Linked DNA regions of Rattus norvegicus: region 2 is linked to region 1. The links are chromatin contacts, called in public Hi-C maps. All regions are on one chromosome and are shown on one strand. The core of a region is the stretch at or near the end of the contact, and the rest is flanking DNA. Distances in the headings are between cores, read along the strand shown. Region 1 holds the start of Nedd9 (neural precursor cell expressed, developmentally down-regulated 9). Region 2 has its middle 38 kb from the start of Smim13l.

Region 1 (4,768 bases), core at 1,685-4,184:
AGGTGGGCAGGGTGGGGGCTGTGGACCAGCACACACAAAGGCATTAGTGTGTGAAGCTAGGCCTGACAGCCGACAACTAGTCAGAGCATTCTCTGTAGAAAGACCCGTCTGTGCAAAGCCAGCAAGGTATAAGCCTGGGGTGGGGAGGAAGAAACGGGGATTGGTGAAGTTCTCACTGTAGTCCACACCAAGGTGTCCCGATTGCTTCCTAAGGCATTCACATGTCACTAAGAGGCTGTCAAATTCAATCTTAATGTCATCCCTTGTCCCCTAGGAAGGAAATTGGTAGTAATGCTGAAGATAGAGACACAGAGATTTCAAGGAAGGAAACTAAAAAGAAATCTCTAAGTAGAGATTGTGGCTTAACATACATATGACTGGTAGGACTACACCCAGAGGGCCGAAGGTCTCTGAGTGTCTCTCTCTGTCCTCTCCTTGAGGACTTTGACTACTGATTCCCTGGGGAAGGGTGGGGGAGTTCTCCTCCTTGCTTATGGATTCTAGTTCTTTCACTCAGACAGAATAGCCACCGGGTTCTGCCTGAGCCATGAGCAGTCCCAGCCTTTGCCTGATTTCCATCTGCGTTCTGACCAATGTCCAATGGCTACTAATAAAATCCCTCAGATGGCATCAGGTGCCGTTCCCCTGACTCCTGGATGCAGTAGGGTCTAGCCAGGCATAGTTTTCGCCAAAATGTCTGCCACTCACAGAATGCTACTGAGTGCGGGCAGGGTCTGAGCCCCAGGGTCCTTGTCAGTTCTGGAAAGGTACCAACCCACAGGTTTCCTGAATAATTTAATTATATAATCCAGTCTTTACATACTTTTCCTACTCAGCATCTCAGGCAATCGATACGGAAAGGGCTGTTTATTTACGGAGAGAATTTGTGTTTCTCAGAAGGGTTTAAAGGGAACATAACTGGAGCACAGTTACCTGTGCTACTTAAGCTGCGCTGAGATCACAGCGTAACATTTTAAGGGCGAAAACAGGAAAATAGATTGTTTGCTGCTTAAAATACTTGAATGGCTTCCTATCACACTCAAGGAAAACCCCTAGCTCTCTCCCCTGGCAGATGTGTACAGCATTACGCCCTTGCTTTTATAAGACTAACCTTGCAGAGTTAGGAAACGTGTGGCGATCTGAAGCAAGAAAGTCACCTGAGAGGGATCCAGCCCTCTCTCCGCCTTGAGAATGCAGTTTCACAAACGCCTGGCACAGGCTTTGGCAAACTGTTCTTGCAATGTTCAGATTGGATGACTTAGCCTTGCTTTCATTCATTCCTCTGAAGATGATTCAGCCTGGCTGCTAAAGAGACGCTCTCTCCATCTCCTGGGGGCCGGGACGCATCTTCTAGAGAAAAAGACCTTGGACTCTCTCACGAGGGTGAGTCTGCAGGGCTTGCCGAGATGAGCCTTCTACCACAATCTGCTTTGAGCCAAATCTGTGTCCAAAAAGACCTTGCAAATCACACAGGTTCCGTTCTGCTTTGAGGTCAAGAAGTGAAAGCCATGACCTGGAAGGGGCCTTAATAGGGATGTGTCAACTTCCCAAAGGTTGCCAGGGCACCTTGTAGAGCAAAATCAGAGCTGCAGCCAAACATAGATTCTATTGTCAATGTAAACCCTACTCCCCCAGACTACTTTTATGGGGTATCTGTTCTCCTGTGCTTTTTGTTTAAATCATTTATTTTCAAAAGTTTTAATCCATTGGGAATTTAGAGGGGGGAATGGGGAAGCAAAATTGATTCCGGTCCAGTTTAGTCAGGAAAAAAAAAGTAAGAACTGATTTTTTTTTCTCCCACCCGAGTCGTGCAGTCTGGCTGGAATGCATCCCAACTAGGGGATGGTCCTGAATGCTCTAAATGCTGAGGCCCAAGGAAAAGAAACGTCTGTCTTCTCCTGAGTGATTCTCTTTCTCTATAGAAATCTCAAAATGGAACCGCTCTACAAATCATGTCCTGGGCTTTGCCAGAGAGAAGCTGTTCCCTTTAAACAGGCTTATCAAACAGTAGTGTTTTCCCTGAATAATAAGTGTGAGTGGGCTAACGGGTCATTTGGGGGAGAGAGGTCAGAAGGAAAAGGCCTCAGTGTTCAATGCTGAATCTGGCCAGGCCAGCGGTCGGTCAAAGAGCAGAGAGTGCTGGGTGGACAGCAATGATGTATAGAGTGTGTTCTATAGAACCTGCATGGGTTTCTACCTAACCTTTATCCCCATCAAAGCCTGCCAAGATCTCTTAATGTGTCTGACACTTCTCTCTCTCTGAGGTCATAGCAAGATGGTGCAGGGAAAACCTGGTGCTTGCTCCTTTTCATTGAAGAAGAAATGTTTTGAAGCTCCTAGCAGGCTGACTTAGCAAAGTACTTTGAACACTGAAGAAGAAAAAAGCAGTCACAGAAAAGGGAAGGGAAAGAGAAAAGACAGAGGGAGAGAGAGTTATCAGCAGGGGTGGTTAGTAAAAAAAAGGGGGGGAGGGGATTGGAGACAGAAAACCTTTTGTTCCTCAAACTCGTTTCATGTAGAGATTGTAAGGTGAATGCCTTTGAAATGAAATGGGTTTATGAACTAGTTGCTAGGTCACAGGAAGCGCAATCCTCAGACTGCTTTGTGGATTTGGATTCTTTAAAACTTAGGTTATTCTCAGAAGGAACGTACCTCCTTTGTCTGGTTCCTATGTCTTTCCTCTTAATATTTTTATTTCGCGGGGTGGTTTGGGCTGCCTTCCCACTTTCTGTTTTCTCCTCCGCCCTTTTGATAACGTGAAAAGAAATGATCCTATTACACGCTCTTTGTCGGAGGGTTTCTGAAGTTAGAGGTGGGCGGGGTGGAGGCGTTACCTTCCCCCCTCTCACCAACCAATGGCGGTGAAACATGCAAATTAGGTCCGCGCTCTGCCGGTCTGGATCTGGACTGTGAGCTCAGAGACTCCGCAGTGCGCGGGAGGCGAACGTTCTCACTCCCATCCAGCCCTTTGCTCAATGGAGGGGCGGACACTGCAGTGTGACTAGATAGGACCAGGGCTCATCTGACCACCGCCGAGATGAAGTATAAGGTAAGAGTGCCTTTTATACAGTCTCCTGAGAGGCTGGAGGCAGCTGTGCGGGCTCCTTTTCCACCTTGACAACTGGGCAGGGATCCCTTGTGTGTCTGGTTTTGCTGAGCTGCGTCTGATCTGGTTTCCAGGGTTCCCTGGGGTGTACCCGCAAGCAGACGTGCGCTTTCAGATCCACCGGTTCTTGGTACACGATTCTGAAAGTTGCTGTGGGTAGCGGAAGGCAGTGGAGAAGAGTTAACCTAGCAGCCACAGCGGCCACTGGAGATCAGAAGGTGTCTAACTCGCCTCGCAGCAGGCAAGTCGCAGGTCGCTGCCTGACCAAAGCTGGCCTGGAGAGCCTTAATAAGAGAGAAGTCAGAACTGCTGAGGCTCTAACAGGCTCTAAAAGCATCTTTTCAGAATTTGCCTTAAGCACTTGATCTGGGAAGCTGTCTGCTCTAGGTCCTTTCGGTAGAGGCAAATTAAAAACACAGACGCTAATCATAGGGGCGATGATGGAGAATTCCCACATCCTTAGATAGTTTGATTTCGTGAATAAAGGGTGTTAGTCACTTCTGGATAACACTTTATTGGGGTTGAATGGGTCTGAAAATATAAAGGCTCCGGTTGGCTTATTTTCCCTGACGCTTACAGAATGTCCTGCTCATATTTGGCAACGCTATTTTCCACTGCATTTTGCACCACGGTTTCTGGGGTTACTCTTGGCAAAATGATTATGACTTGCTCAGCACATCCCGTCTAAGGAGGCAGTTTCCAGGGGACTTGGCACAGTAGCAGTTCATGGCAATGACTTGGCCTTAGGATCCCTTTTCTTATTTTAATGGTGAATAGGCGTGAGTCCTCGACTTTTAAAAGACAGTGTTATTACAAAATTTCATTTTGGTAAGGTGGCCTAACAGACCCAGTTAACTGACCTAGCTAGGGGGCTAACTTGGCTTCCCTCTGTGGTTTGTAGCCTCTGGCCCTTCCTTTTGGATAGATAGAGAGCTGTAAACACTTGCTAAAGTTAACAGTCACTAGTTCCAAGTCTATAAATCTTGTTCAAAGGCTGTGAACCGAAGCAAGAGTGATAGTTGTTGGGGAAAGTTCCCGCAGTCTCGAGACCCAGGTATCCATTGTCACCCCCTATCAGCTTTCCACTGCGTCCTACATCAGTGGGGAGGGGCGGAAGAAAGGATGGGTCCAGGAGTCAGTCAGAAAGACAGCTTTCTACCCAGGAGGAACAGAATCTTTTTGGAAGTGAGTCTCTCCATTGCTAAGACTCCTTGTTCATAACTGATGGGGCTACATGGTGTCTAGCCTGCAATGATTTTTTTCTTCTCCCTTTCTCCCTGTTTTTGACTTGAGACCGTGTTATAGAGACCGTGTTATAGAGAACAGATAAAAGATTGACTCTGGTCTATTATTGGGGCATTAAATAGCTGACGTGAACTCTGAGCACTGCAGTCTACAAAGTGACGGAGTCTAAAGTCACTTTGGTTCAGTGACCTCATCATGTTTAGCTTTGCTCTTTACTGAAAGAAAAATATCATGGGGACTGATGATTAAAACTGCAGGTGAGAGACTGCAACTGGGGGACGATTTCTGCTTGGCTGGATCTGCACAGAGTTGAACACTTTGCCAATCAATAGCAATGCATGGTGATATATCATCACCACCACCATCACCAGCACCACCACCATCAGCAGCACCACCACCTCCACCACCATCATCATC
Region 2 (4,768 bases), core at 1,128-3,627, 60 kb after region 1:
CAGCCCACAGCGGGGTGCCTCTCCTGTAGCTGGGTAACTGTAGTCTCCATGTGGGGTGTGTGAGAGCTAAAGTTAACCTGAAAGCCCCACCTGCACAAGGACAAATAACTTCATGAACAAGGTGTTTGCCTCAACCACACAGGATGTGCTTGGTCACATATATGTGGGAGGTACATACTTTGTAGTATGTCACGATGTATGCTTGTCCCTGACTGAACGATGACAGGAAGTCCCTACCTTGTGGGTTCTGCCTTTATGAGCACCCAACCAATCCAGTACAGTGCAATTTTCTGGGACTCCTGGGTATGAACCTGACCACTGTCCATTGCCCTGGCCAGTATTGAATAAACAGTCATGCATTTGGTCTTTCTTCTCACAATTTTCAGGTTTAACTGTATCCGTGGCTCCTGGTGGACTCTATGTATTGCTTGGCAAAGAGCGCATACGCAGAGGAAGCTACCTCTGGATTTTTAGTTTTCATGCGAGTCTGATGTTAACCACCCCAGGACCGTCTCAGCATGGCCAGTCCATTTGTTACCCACTTGATTTCAGGGCGTCCCTACATCACACACTTTGACCCAGGATACCCACAGGTAAAGTGATTAGACAGAGAACCAACGGAAGGCGAGCCAGAGGAACAGATTTGTTACCCACAAGCAAACTATAAGCACATATATGTATATTCATGTTTTGTTTCTCCTAAGAAATTGATATGCCTTTTCTCATTTTTAAACTAATTTTTTCCTATAGAAATTAAATTTCTGTAGCTAACGGGTCATGTTTTCCATTTTTTTCTAATTTGTTATCTAGGTCAAAGGCAGTGACGCTCAGTATGATAGCTATTCCCATAGTTCGCACATCTCATTTCTAACTTTTCTCTTTATTTCTACCTGAATTATTCTTTGTACTTTCTCTTTAGATAATGCCCTCCCCTTGAGTCACACATGATTACACACATGGGCGTGGCTTCTACCTACACAGAACCAAAATGTTCAGTGCTAGCCTGGACAGGACTGGGTTGGGCTGGCCTTGCAACTCATAGCCAATTCTCCTCAATATATATCCACCCCAAGAGTACTGGGCGGAATACCTCCTTCTCTCTCAGCTTCCTTTTTTCTTTCTTCCCCGACTCCACACTTTGGCTGATACCTGGGATTGAACCTGTGACCTCCTGCATGATGCTCAAACACTGAGGTACCCTGCACTACAATGCACTTATCTTGTTGTTTGTACACACCCCATCAGCCGCCCTGTAGCTTCCTCCAGACTCTAATGTAAGCCCAGCCAGACTTCATTCTTTCTTACTATGTTAGCCTTCAGTGAGGTACTGCCCTTTCCTTAAGTCTGACCACCGATATCTTTTGGTAGAGTTTGCCCTCAAAGATGGCCACAGAGGTGGGCTCCACTCCTTTTTTCCCTTCAGGACATGCCTTGGCCACCTTATAATTTCACAAATGGAAGCTTGAGTCACCAGAACCTGCAAACATCCGGGCGCAAACGCTCTGGCTGGATCTAGGGGTTAACTAAATGCTTGTGGCATGGGTCAGCCTGAGTCCCTGCAGCAGACTCTTTGGCTGAAGGTTGAGAGAGAGCGTGATGGGCCTTGTCACCTTAAGAGTGCTTTGAGCCCTCGAAGGTACCAAACAGAAAACGTGCGGGCTGTGGCACAAGTTCAGCGAGGGTATGAAACCGTACAGGAAATGACAGCTGGAGCATTTTATAAGACACATCTGGGGATGGGTACCCCAGGTCGTTTACCTGGAACTCACACTGGATGGAATAGAATAAGTGGGAAAGCTTTGGGGTGGGAGAGCAGCTCATCTAGATTAGTACATGACACTTCTACACCGATGAGGAGAAGAGCCTAAAAGTTCATAGGTAAATGTGGTTCTCAATACGTGGGTCATGACCTCTCCGGGCTCGAGTGGTAGATATCCCACATGGCAGATATTTACAGTTCTAAGCAGCAGCAAAATTACAGTCATGAAGTAACAATGAAATCATTTTATGATTGGGGGTGACTACTACATGAGAAACTGTAAAAAAGGGTCGCAGCATTGAGAAGGTTGAGAACCACTGAGATAGGGTATAACAGCCCCAGTGGACAGGATGCCATGTGATTTAAGTCACTCCACACATCCAACTTTTTTTATTTCTTTCCCCTTCCACCTTCCAGCCTTTCCAATTAGGCTGAAGACATATCAGAAGCCATTATTATCATTGTTGTTGTTTTGTTGTTGATCACCCCATGTATCTCACCTCTCCATGACTAGAAAGAAACACAAACACACTCCTAGCTCCTATAGGCTATTGTTTGGTTGGTCCTCAGGCTACTGAGGCTGTCAACATTAGCCTCATGAATATGGAGCAAAAACACCATGGGCCTCAGAAAGGAGACCCTGAGATGGTCGAAAGGCATCTTGAACAGACAAAGACAACGTGAAATGTGTGTTCTAGTTTTCAAAGGCAGAGGAAACATGTGCAAAGGGGGCATGGTTACAAAAGATGAAGAGAGGTCACGGAGATGTTTCCAATTACAGCAGGCAGAGAGATGAGGCAGCTGGGCACAAAAGCCGGGCCCTAAGCTGCATCCGATCTCAGAGGATATAATCAAGGGCATTGTTGGGTCAACTGTCAACATGGAAATACAGATGGTAAATTAGGCAAATTGAATCAGCATTCAATGTATTCAAGTCGATAAATACTCTGATGTTCTCTGAGAAAAAACCAAGATGTAGTCCAGTGTCGCCCAGTGTTCTAAGACAAAGCAACATGTTACACATGTTACAAACACGTTTCAGTAAGACAACATGTTACTAGCATGTGTCTCAGCAAGGCAATTTTATACATGTTAACAGTAAGGGGACCTCTGTAAACTGTACATGCTACTGTTATCCCTACAGCTTTACTGAAATGTAGGATAGTTTATTTTGATTTTTGCAGTATCCAAGACTGAACCCAAGGTCCTGTGCATGCAAACCAAGCAGTCTCCTACTGAGCCATGTCTCCACCTCCTGGGAATTATTTATAAATGAAAAGCAAAAACAATGCTTTATTAGTCTTAGCTCAAGGGTTCAGTTTTCAGTCTTGCCTCTATTAGCTCTGTGACCTGGAGTTCCTTATCTCCCTACAAGCTGTAATATGTCACAGTAACAAGACTGAGGTAACAGTGACTAAATCAGAGGCTGGAGAGATGGTGTGCAGGCACATAATACTAATAATAAAAATTAAAAGTATCTAAATCAGAAGCATGTTAAAAGGCTGCAAACTATAAACTAATATTGGTAAGGCATTTACCAACATCATCATGCAAACATTTTAGTATTTAGGGTTTCCTGTTTCTTATAAGTTGACTCAAATTGTACAACTTGTACATGTTGTCATTGTCTACTCAAGATGACTTGCGACCATCTCAGGGTCCCCCTTCTGAGGCCCATGGTGTCTTTGCTCCATATTCATGAGGCTAAAGTTAACAGCCTCAGTTGGCCGAGGGCTTGGCTGATTTCTCCACCGTGTGATTGAGTTTTGGTTCCTTTTTTCTTTATTTCTTGCAACCAAACGGTAGCCTATAGGAGATAGGAGTGTGTTTATACAATTTGTATGGTGTACAGAGATGTAGTTTATGAAAACAATGTGTAATAATTAAATCAAACTCAATAGCACCCATCACCCCAGAGAATATTTGTAATTCATCTTTAGCTATTTTGAAACATTCGACTCTCTATCATCAATTATATTGTTATATTATTATACATTGTATAATGTAATAAGAAATTCTTCCTTCATAATAGAGACTTCTAGACCTTTGATCATCATCTCTCAATGTCCCCAGCCCCCTTATATACATATTTGATAACTATATCGCTCCAATTCTGAAATTACACACAAAGCAGGCACATGAAATGTTTGCTGAATCTAAAAATCCCCCATTGGGACTCCCCAGGCTGATGACAATATTACTGGTCAATGTTTTCGCAGACTTAGCATGAACTGATTAGATTGTTATGGTGCCCGCTGAAGTCACCCAGGGTTAGAAATGTGGGCAAATCTATCGCTTCAAAAGCAAGGAGATAGATTGATGGCCAGACACTGAGCTTCTGGGAATGTGACACAACCCTCCAGGGCTCACCTTGTTTCTGGACACAAGGCTACTGAAAACTCAGACAGCATCTTCTTACAGTCATGATCGCTGCTCCAAACCCTACAGGACAGTGTCGTAGGACACACCAGACACCTTATAAAGAGCCAGCTAAGAGTTGCTCTCTTCAGCCCCTATACTTTAATTTTCCCTGAAAAAGAGCAGAGCTGGACCAACCAAGAATCAGTTTTATGAAAATCTCTTGCTTGAAAAACCCTTATCTCGGCATGGCGGAGTCAAGTACTATCCCTCTGGTCCTAGGGTCCTGTAGCCCACCACCGCGTTGACTCTGCCTCCCATCCCACCCTAACTACTTTGGGTCACTGTACCAGGAAGGTAGTGATGAAAAATGCTTTAAAATTTCCCTGAGGATGTAGAGACCACCCATCCCTCTAGCTACTTGAAACTCAACACTGATCTGTCCAACCATCAAGGAAGCCTAGAACGGATCACCTTGATCTCCGGGTCTCAGAATTGTTCTTACTGATTCGATAGCCTAGCCCAGTCCTTGACAGATGTACCGGGAACACCCTTCACCTCTGTTCACATTTCTGCTACATTACAATTTTCAGAAAGAAGTTCATTTAAGTAAGAACAATAAGAACAGATCTGAGATCCGGAGGTCAAGGT

The links. A called contact is a pair of places that touch in the nucleus more often than the background predicts.
Region 2: a contact with region 1 is called in a Hi-C map of liver, with 1.8 times the contacts expected there. The contact joins the enhancer-like site here to the promoter of Nedd9 in region 1. A contact is called at or near these places in 7 of 12 Hi-C or Micro-C datasets (the A7r5 cell line, frontal cortex, hepatocytes and 3 more).

The regions. Positions count from the first base shown.
Region 1 is chr17:23,621,027-23,625,794 of GRCr8, forward strand. It overlaps Nedd9 (neural precursor cell expressed, developmentally down-regulated 9), which reads left to right and starts at 2,935. Exons shown (of 7, transcript NM_001011922.2): 1 at 2,935-3,049. The coding sequence starts at 3,038.
Region 2 is chr17:23,681,509-23,686,276 of GRCr8, forward strand. No RefSeq gene overlaps it. Among named protein-coding and RNA genes, the nearest start is that of Smim13l, 38 kb to the right of the region's middle. Within about 2 kb of position 2,378, at least 14 of the 93 cell types and tissues checked have an H3K27ac peak or open chromatin away from gene starts, as enhancers often do.